Regions from separate parts of the Mus musculus genome. Here region 1 is linked to region 2. The links are chromatin contacts, called in public promoter capture Hi-C maps. All regions are on one chromosome and are shown on one strand. Each heading gives the region's core, a stretch centred on a gene start, on an enhancer-like site or on the middle of the called end of the contact. The rest is flanking DNA. Distances are from core to core; before and after follow the strand shown. Region 1 holds the start of Ccdc83 (coiled-coil domain containing 83). Region 2 overlaps Picalm (phosphatidylinositol binding clathrin assembly protein).

Region 1 (3,649 bases), core at 658-3,157, 65 kb after region 2:
AGGAGCCTGGCTAAGTAAGGTGCAGTTCAAAGGCCCAGAAGTCATTATAATACTGGTTGCGAAGCAACATGCACATGTAAAAATATTCATAGTACTCATCTCAATAAACTATAGTTCATTTGGGAAGTCATCAACTTCAGCAAGCTCATGTTTTTGTGAATTCAAAAATATATGCTGGCCCATAACCCGGGTACATCCTGGATGTTCAATACACACTGTTGTGAATGAGTTGCCTGCAAACACCCATATATGGCCTCACTTCATGGCTAACAATGTGGATGCAATGTAACAATTCGTAAAGGAGAATTGTTTCAATATCTTATCTTTTTAGAAATTATTATTTTGTAGGGCTGCTAATAATTAGCTCAGTGGTTGAAAGCACTGGACCTGGGTTCACTTCCCAGCACCCAAGTGGCATCTCACAGCTCTCTGTAACTCCAGTTCCATGGCTTCTGACACCCTCAGACAGACATCTGTGCAGGCCAAACACCAAAGGATATAAAATAAAAATAAATTATATATAGAAGAAATATTATTTTGCTTGTGTGTGTAAGCATGGTGTGCATGTGTTTGCATGTGTGTAGACATGTGTGGGAGCAGGTGCATGTGTACAGGTCGACAGTGGATGTTTTCTTTAACTGCCCTCTGCAGTGTATGTTGAGGCAAGGTCTCACACTTGGACCTATAGCTTGCTAACTCAGCGAGTCCAGCTAGTCAGTGGGTTCTGGGATCCATCTCTGCCTCCCAGACACTGCGATTCCACCATGCCCACCGTCCCAACGTTTCTATGGGCACTGGGGATCTAGAACCTGGTCTATATACTCACACAGCTCACATTTCCCCACTGAGTCATCTCCCCATCCCAGCAAAATTCTTTGGAATTCAAGTGTTCATTTATGCCAGGAACGCTTTTTGACCTAGAGAAGGTTTTCTGTCTCACTAGAATGCACTGTTAACAGAATCAGAAATGCACTCCAGCGTTAAAACAAAATGAAGTTGATTTACTTAAGTCCTTTTACAAGTGGTAATTCCATCTAAAATTACTTTAAAATCCTTCACACGTCTTTTCATATAGACTATATATATGTACATAGTCCCAAATAGTGTGAAAATGCAAAGCTTATTCATTTTAGAAAAGTACCATTAAAACCGTTTGTTGAGATCTATGTGTTTAGAAACATGTAGATGAATGACATTGTCACACATCTTTTGGAGGTATCAAGCTTTCCTCAGCTTGGGAACCACTGGGGACACTAGGAGAAGGAAGGAGAAGTGGAACCTCTGATTCCCCACTAAGTCAGTTCAGCACAGGTTTTGGTCCTGTCTGACCCCCAGTTTCTTTCTCCATCTTTTCCATCTCGTTTCAGAACTGTTAAGAGTATTCATAAAGCTTTGAGGAAATTGTGGAGTGGTAGACAGCAACACAAAGGTCTACTTATTCTGTGAGGTTGGGACTCCAAGACACCAAAGGGATGCTTGAGTCTTGGGATACTACCAATCATTATAGATGCCATCACAGCCTCCGCCCCCTTCCGTACTGTGTACCTATAAACCTGTAACAAAACTTAGTATAAATTAAAGATTAATAATACTGGAATAGAACAGTTATCAGATATGACAAACGTTACTTAAACAAAAATGCTTATTTCAGGCATTTTCCATTTAATACCCACCCCTTAAGCCCATCCATCACAAAGATCCTCAGGTACCTGAAACTGATAAAGGGGGACTACTGCATCAGAGGGCTGGGCATCTACTGAGTTAAGAGACTGCGCTAGGACACCCTGAAGGTTACAAACCTTTAAGTTTAGGGCGGCTAAAACCAGGCAGGTATCCCTGTCTCCAGAGTGGTGAAAGAGGGGCACGGCTTGGAGAACCCTTCTCAACAGTTCTTAACCGCTCAGGAACAACGCTCCGAGGGAAAAACCAGAGGGCGCGACCCCAGGCCCATCTCGTGTCAGGGCAAATCAAGAGGAGGGCGTGTCCGCTGTAGTGGGGGAGGGTTCCTATAAAGTTTTGGGGGCAGACTGAAGAAGTCAGAGGTCACACAAGGATGTTAGCTTTCTCCCAGTATCGTCTCCAGCGTTTTCAGGTGAGAATTCCGGGTTGTGGGCTGGTGGTTCTCAAGTACAAATAGCCCAAAGCACTCTCCCTCCCTCCCTTCCAACCCCATCCGGGTCACTTCCCGCTGTTTTCAAAGCGACTGGCATCTTCATCTACTATCCCATTCTGGTTTAGGCACCATGGCGATTCGCGCGCGCCACCTGGCGGGCATATGAGGAATAGTGCGGGTGAGGGAGTGCATGCAGAGGTTAGGGCAGTGGTCCAGTCCTTTCTTCTTTTCCCCCAAGGCCTCTCTCTCCTCTTTTCGAATTCTCTGTGCTTGGAAGGTGGTGTATGTAAATAGGACTCCAGCTTTGTGCGCATGCCTCGCTCGGGTCATTGCAAGCTTATATTTGCTGATATAAAATGACTCCTCTGTGATTTCAAAACAACTCCCCGGGTGTGGGAAGGGGCAGAACTCCTGTGACAGAGGTGCTCTGCTTTTCTGTCTGCGTTTGTCAGCTTGGTTTAACTCTTCAAGTGCTCACAGGGCAACTTGAGGCACTGAAGTCTTTGCATCTGTCTTCTCATTTTACTTTTAAGCGTTTAACAAAGCAATATAGTGCAGTTCAGCCTCATCCTGAAGGCAGTCTATTAAAGCCTCCCATTTCTCTCATTACACTCCAGTAATTTTCTTTTTTTGGCCTGGGAAGTCAGAAGCCAGGCTCTTTTAGGCCTCCGACTCACTTCCAAGTGATCTAGTTGGCTTAAAAAATAGATTAAAACATAGTAAGGAATTTTTAAAAACCTTTTTTGGTTCTTTGTGAATTTTACATTATGCACCCCAATCCCTCTCATTTCCCCATCCATTCATACTCATCCTTGGCCTTTGTAACCTCCCACCACACAAGATAACAACAACAAAAAAATTACAATTGAAAAAAAAATCAGGCCGGGCAGTGGTGGTGCATGTCTTTAATCCCAGCACTTAGGAGGCAGAGGCAGGTGGATTTCTGAGTTCCAGGACAGCCAGGGCTATACAGAGAAACCCCATCTCGAAAACCCAAACGAACCAACCAACCACACAAAACAACAACAACAAACAAACAAGCCACCTGCCCTCCAAAAATGCCTAGTGGAAGCTGTAGTGTATCACAGCGTGTTATACATCTTTACTTGCAACGAGTCGTTGGTCTGGTTGGAGGCTACTGGCTTTTGCTACACTATCAATACTGGGTCCTTACTGGGACTCCTCTTAGATATCCTGTTGTTGCCCTGTGTCATGAAGAACCTGCAGCTTCGGGTCAGCAGGGCTGGTCACCCCATCCATATAGCGATGGGAAAGCTGTTGGGTTAGATTGAGGATGAGGCGTTTAAGGTCAGCCTGGGCTACATAGGAAGATCTGGGTCTGACTGGTAGCTGAGTTGGTGAACTCACCAGCGTCCGGAAACCCACACCATCAGGGCCAGCTCTCCAGCACTGCTTCAGCGAGCTCACCCAATGCCACAGCCAGCAAGGGGCAGGGTCAGCTCTCCCACCTGCTACAGGTGATGGGGGTGCATCTCTCCTCACCTACGCCACTGCATAGCAGACAAGGGGTGGGGC
Region 2 (3,807 bases), core at 307-2,806:
ATTTAGGTGTCTGAAAGGAAACTGACTTGTGAATGCAGTTTCTGCAATAAATAAGCACTGCTGCCTTTAGATGCTGGCTTAATTCAAGTCCTGAGAATGCGTGGGGCTAATGACTTTCTTGTAGGAAGCAATGACACTTTGCTTTTAGGCTTCATGTGGGGTTTTTAAATTCATTTTCTGGTGTCTTGGCTTCCAACCAATCTTGGATGTTGATAGTGATAGTTCTCAACTGATTTGTCTAGCAGAATCTTCATGAATAATGTTGTTTGGATTTTCAGCAGTACTTTATGCTCATTTATCTTTTCCTACTTATTATTATATAATATTATGAGAAAATTTACTTTGGGAATCAGATTTGGTACCATAAATGAAAAATTGATTCTGTAGCCCTTATTATATACCAGTTAATCATATAAAAAAATATTAGGAGTCTCATCTCTAACCTCTGTTGCTAATAAAACAAGTGTAGCGGAAGGCCTTACTTTCTAGGTTTTCTTTTTTAAAACCTTTATTTCTTGTCTTGTAGCCAGAAAGCATTAATAAAGTCTTGGGTGGCCAAAGTTTTACAATGTCGTCATAGTGAACTTCAGAAGCTCTGAGTGTATAGAAAGTGTGAGACTACATTTGTTTTATAGTGTATGCTAGAAAAGTTTGTAACTTTTTTTCCAAACCTTACTTTCAATGATGGTTCTTAAACGCTTTAACCTCCCTTGTAGCCCACCACCCACCAGAGGTAGTGGGAAAGGAAGGATATGGGGAAGTGAGTGGGCCTGTTTAGAAACATTCTTTGGAGCAGCTCCCGTCTGTGCTGTCTGGAAATTGGCAGTTCAGTTCACAGGTTAGCAGCAGTAGATCAATCCATTCCCAAACATTTCGTGGATCTGCCCGCAGTCTAGTTCGGTAGATTCGGGTCAGCAACAGCGGTGACACGACTTAGCAGACACAGCCAGACCTTGTCACAAGCCTGAGCTTGTCAGTGGGAGAGACCAGCAGGAACATCAGGAGAAGTTCTGTGTTGTGCCTCTCAGGAAAGTGAAGATCAGCTAAGATGTGATCTTTACAGCATTGCATGGCTAACTGTACCAGCAGGCCAAGCTCTGTCATTCTGTATACCCTCCAAACATCATGTATCTTCTGTGTGCCTTGCCTCAGCAGGGATCTTGCTTCAGCACATGCATTCAGTCAATCTAGAGTCCTCAAGTCCCAACAAAGGGAGCTTAATGTTAGCAAAGAATTCTTCATTACACATCCTTTCACATGTTTCTTTAGCCATCCTCTCTCCTGTGTCTGTTTCAGTGAAATGTTCCTTCAGGAGTCTACCTTAGTCTTTCACCTGTATCCATTTATTCTTTCATATGTTTGCCTCAGCAAAACACTATCCAACTGCTTTCCAAAGAACGCTTAAGTTACCACTTCAAAAGTTCCTTTGAAAGTTTCATAATCTCATTTAAAATATATTGTATTATGTCCGGGTATATTGCCTGAGTGTCTATCCATGTTCCTGCCTGATGCTTACAAAGGCCCAAAGAGGGCACCAGATCCCTGGAACTAGAGTTACACAGGTGTGAGTCATCATGTACGATGCCAAGCTGAGAATCTAACCGCAGTCCTCAGGAAGAACAGCAAGTGCTGGTTAACATTGAGCAATCACTTCAGCTCTGATAGCACTTAAACTTCTTTCTATAAGTTAAATATCATGATAGAATTGAGTTGAAATAAATAGGAATTTAAATTTAATTTTAAGAACCAAAAAGTTAACAGCCTTAGAGCCCGAAATATGTGCATTAAGAGTCTATTAGTTTCCAAGGGCAGCAGTAACAAAATATGGCAAGCTCTGTGGATTAATACAGCAGCAGAGTATTTACTTTCTGTCCCAGAGGCTGGAATTCTGAAGCTGTCCTCACATGGTGTCCTCTAGAAGAGTACTTATCCTTGCCTCTTGCTTCTCATAGAGGCAACCAAAGAATGGGACTGCCTTTAATAGAAAACTAATGGCATACAACACAGTATAGTATGTGTGTATTCCCATCTAGTAAGTAGATTTGGATGTGCCACTAGTGATCTGGCTGTGCTCTAAACACCCTGAGACAACTTACGGTTTCTGAGGCTGATTCTCTGGGATCTTGGAATAGTACTGTCTGTTATCGCTAAATATTTCTTGATGACATCAGCTTTAAGAGGATGTGTTTTATTAGTGTTACTATATAAAACACACAAGCTGAGTAATGTGCAGTGAATTGAAATTCGTTTCAATGGGAAATCCAGTGTCAGGCTGCCAGCATGTAGCTAAAGCTTTCTTGGTGCAGTAGAAGGGCAGTGATCATGAACACACAGCCTGAGGGAAGTTCCTATAATAATGAATGAACACACTGGTGTGTGTGTGTGTGTGTGTGTGTGTGTGTGTTCACGTAGAAAATGGTTGGTTGATTTAGGTGCTGAGAATACAGTCCAGTGGTCCAGCACTTGCCTAGCACTCTTAATTGTGAAAGGAAGGAAAGAAGAGAGGGTTAGACAGAAGGAATGGGTAGAACTATTAGTATCAGAATGTAGAACTCTTAAATTCCAACTACATGAACTAGACAAAAGGGCAATGGGTTCATTATTATAGAACTGGATTTGTTCTGTGTGTTCATGGTTTCTCCCCCCCCCCCCCCCAAACCCAACAACAGTTAATTACTTTCTGTTCCAGAGGGGTAAGGGGTGTGTGTATGTGAGAGAGACAGACAGACAGACAGGCAGGTGTCATGCACTGAAACAGCAGCAAAGCATATAACCTTTCATATTTCTATAGGTTGGATTAGTATGTTTCTACACTAATAAACATTAGGTGTAAAAGTAAATTTAAGATGTTAAATTTTAAAATTAGAGACGTTCTAATTTTCTCTTATCTGAATTTGGAGGCAAGTCTGTACAAAGGATTTTATCAACAAACACATTTTAATACATTTTGGAATGATCATAATATGTAAGTCCCTGGTGATAACTGAATAAGTGGTAAAATAATGTTGCCTTCACCTGAGGAACCTTAAGGTGAGTGCCATTTGGAAGCACAAATGAATGAGTGGTAAAGTGAGCTTCTCTAAGAGGGATCATGGTACAGATACAGCAGACAACCAAGAGCTACACAGATGCAGGGGCTTCTGACGAGAGCCTCCGTATGCATAGGGGAATGTGTGATGGTCAGTGCTAAGTAGTGAATGAGCTCATTTGAATTCCTGATTTCTGCCAGGCAGGATGCAGAGTATTTACAGCCACTCAACCTTTATGACTACCATTTACCATAAACATTGGGTTTCAGGTATTAAGGGCTTAAGTGCTCTAGATCCCAGATTATAAATGAGGCTGAATCCAGTTCAATTTGTCTTTCTATAAATACCTGGTGAGTCATTCCAGAAGAAGCAAGGCCCAGTTTTCTCTTGAGTTCCTGTCTGTGTTTGTAGAAAAGTCTGTTTTTTTAGAAAAGAGTCTATAAGATTGACTCTTACTATCCAGTCCTTTGAGTTACTGGAGAGTGTAAATGTAAAGATATAAGGAAGTATTTCCTTAGTTATAGGCATCTATATTTTTGTTTTTGTTAATGTTTTGGTTTTAATTTTGAGAAGGGGTCTCAAAATAGCCTACTCAGTTTATTTCGTACCTTAAACTTCTGATCTTCTTGCCTTGATTATAGGCCAGTGTTGATGAACCCAGATTTTCCCTAAGAACTTAAGAACAAAGCTACTAATAATGTCTTAGAAATTTTATTTTCATAAACTTTTTTTGTGGTGCTGGACATGGAACCCAGAGTCTCCTTCAGGCTAAGTTTTC

The links. Promoter capture Hi-C pulls out the DNA fragments that hold promoters and counts their contacts.
Region 1: a promoter capture Hi-C map of macrophages shows a contact between it and region 2, with 7 read pairs. The contact joins the promoter of Ccdc83 here to the enhancer-like site in region 2. A contact is called at or near these places in 11 of 39 promoter capture datasets (the 3T3-L1 cell line, 3T3-L1-derived adipocytes, HPC-7-derived erythroid cells and 7 more), 31 of 484 Hi-C or Micro-C datasets (the AML12 cell line, the C2C12 cell line, the HPC-5 cell line and 20 more), 4 of 115 datasets of contacts at active chromatin or transcription factors (bone marrow-derived dendritic cells, embryonic stem cells, fibro-adipogenic progenitors and 1 more) and 4 of 9 other capture datasets (adipose tissue, liver, macrophages and 1 more).

What each region holds. Positions count from the first base shown.
Region 1 is chr7:90,263,525-90,267,173 of GRCm38.p6, forward strand. It overlaps Ccdc83 (coiled-coil domain containing 83), which reads right to left and starts at 1,908. Exons shown (of 11, transcript NM_183293.1): 1 at 1,800-1,908.
Region 2 is chr7:90,198,870-90,202,676 of GRCm38.p6, forward strand. The region is part of intron 19 of Picalm (phosphatidylinositol binding clathrin assembly protein); the gene reads left to right. Among named protein-coding and RNA genes, the nearest start is that of Ccdc83, 65 kb to the right of the region's middle. Within about 2 kb of position 1,557, at least 13 of the 459 cell types and tissues checked have an H3K27ac peak or open chromatin away from gene starts, as enhancers often do.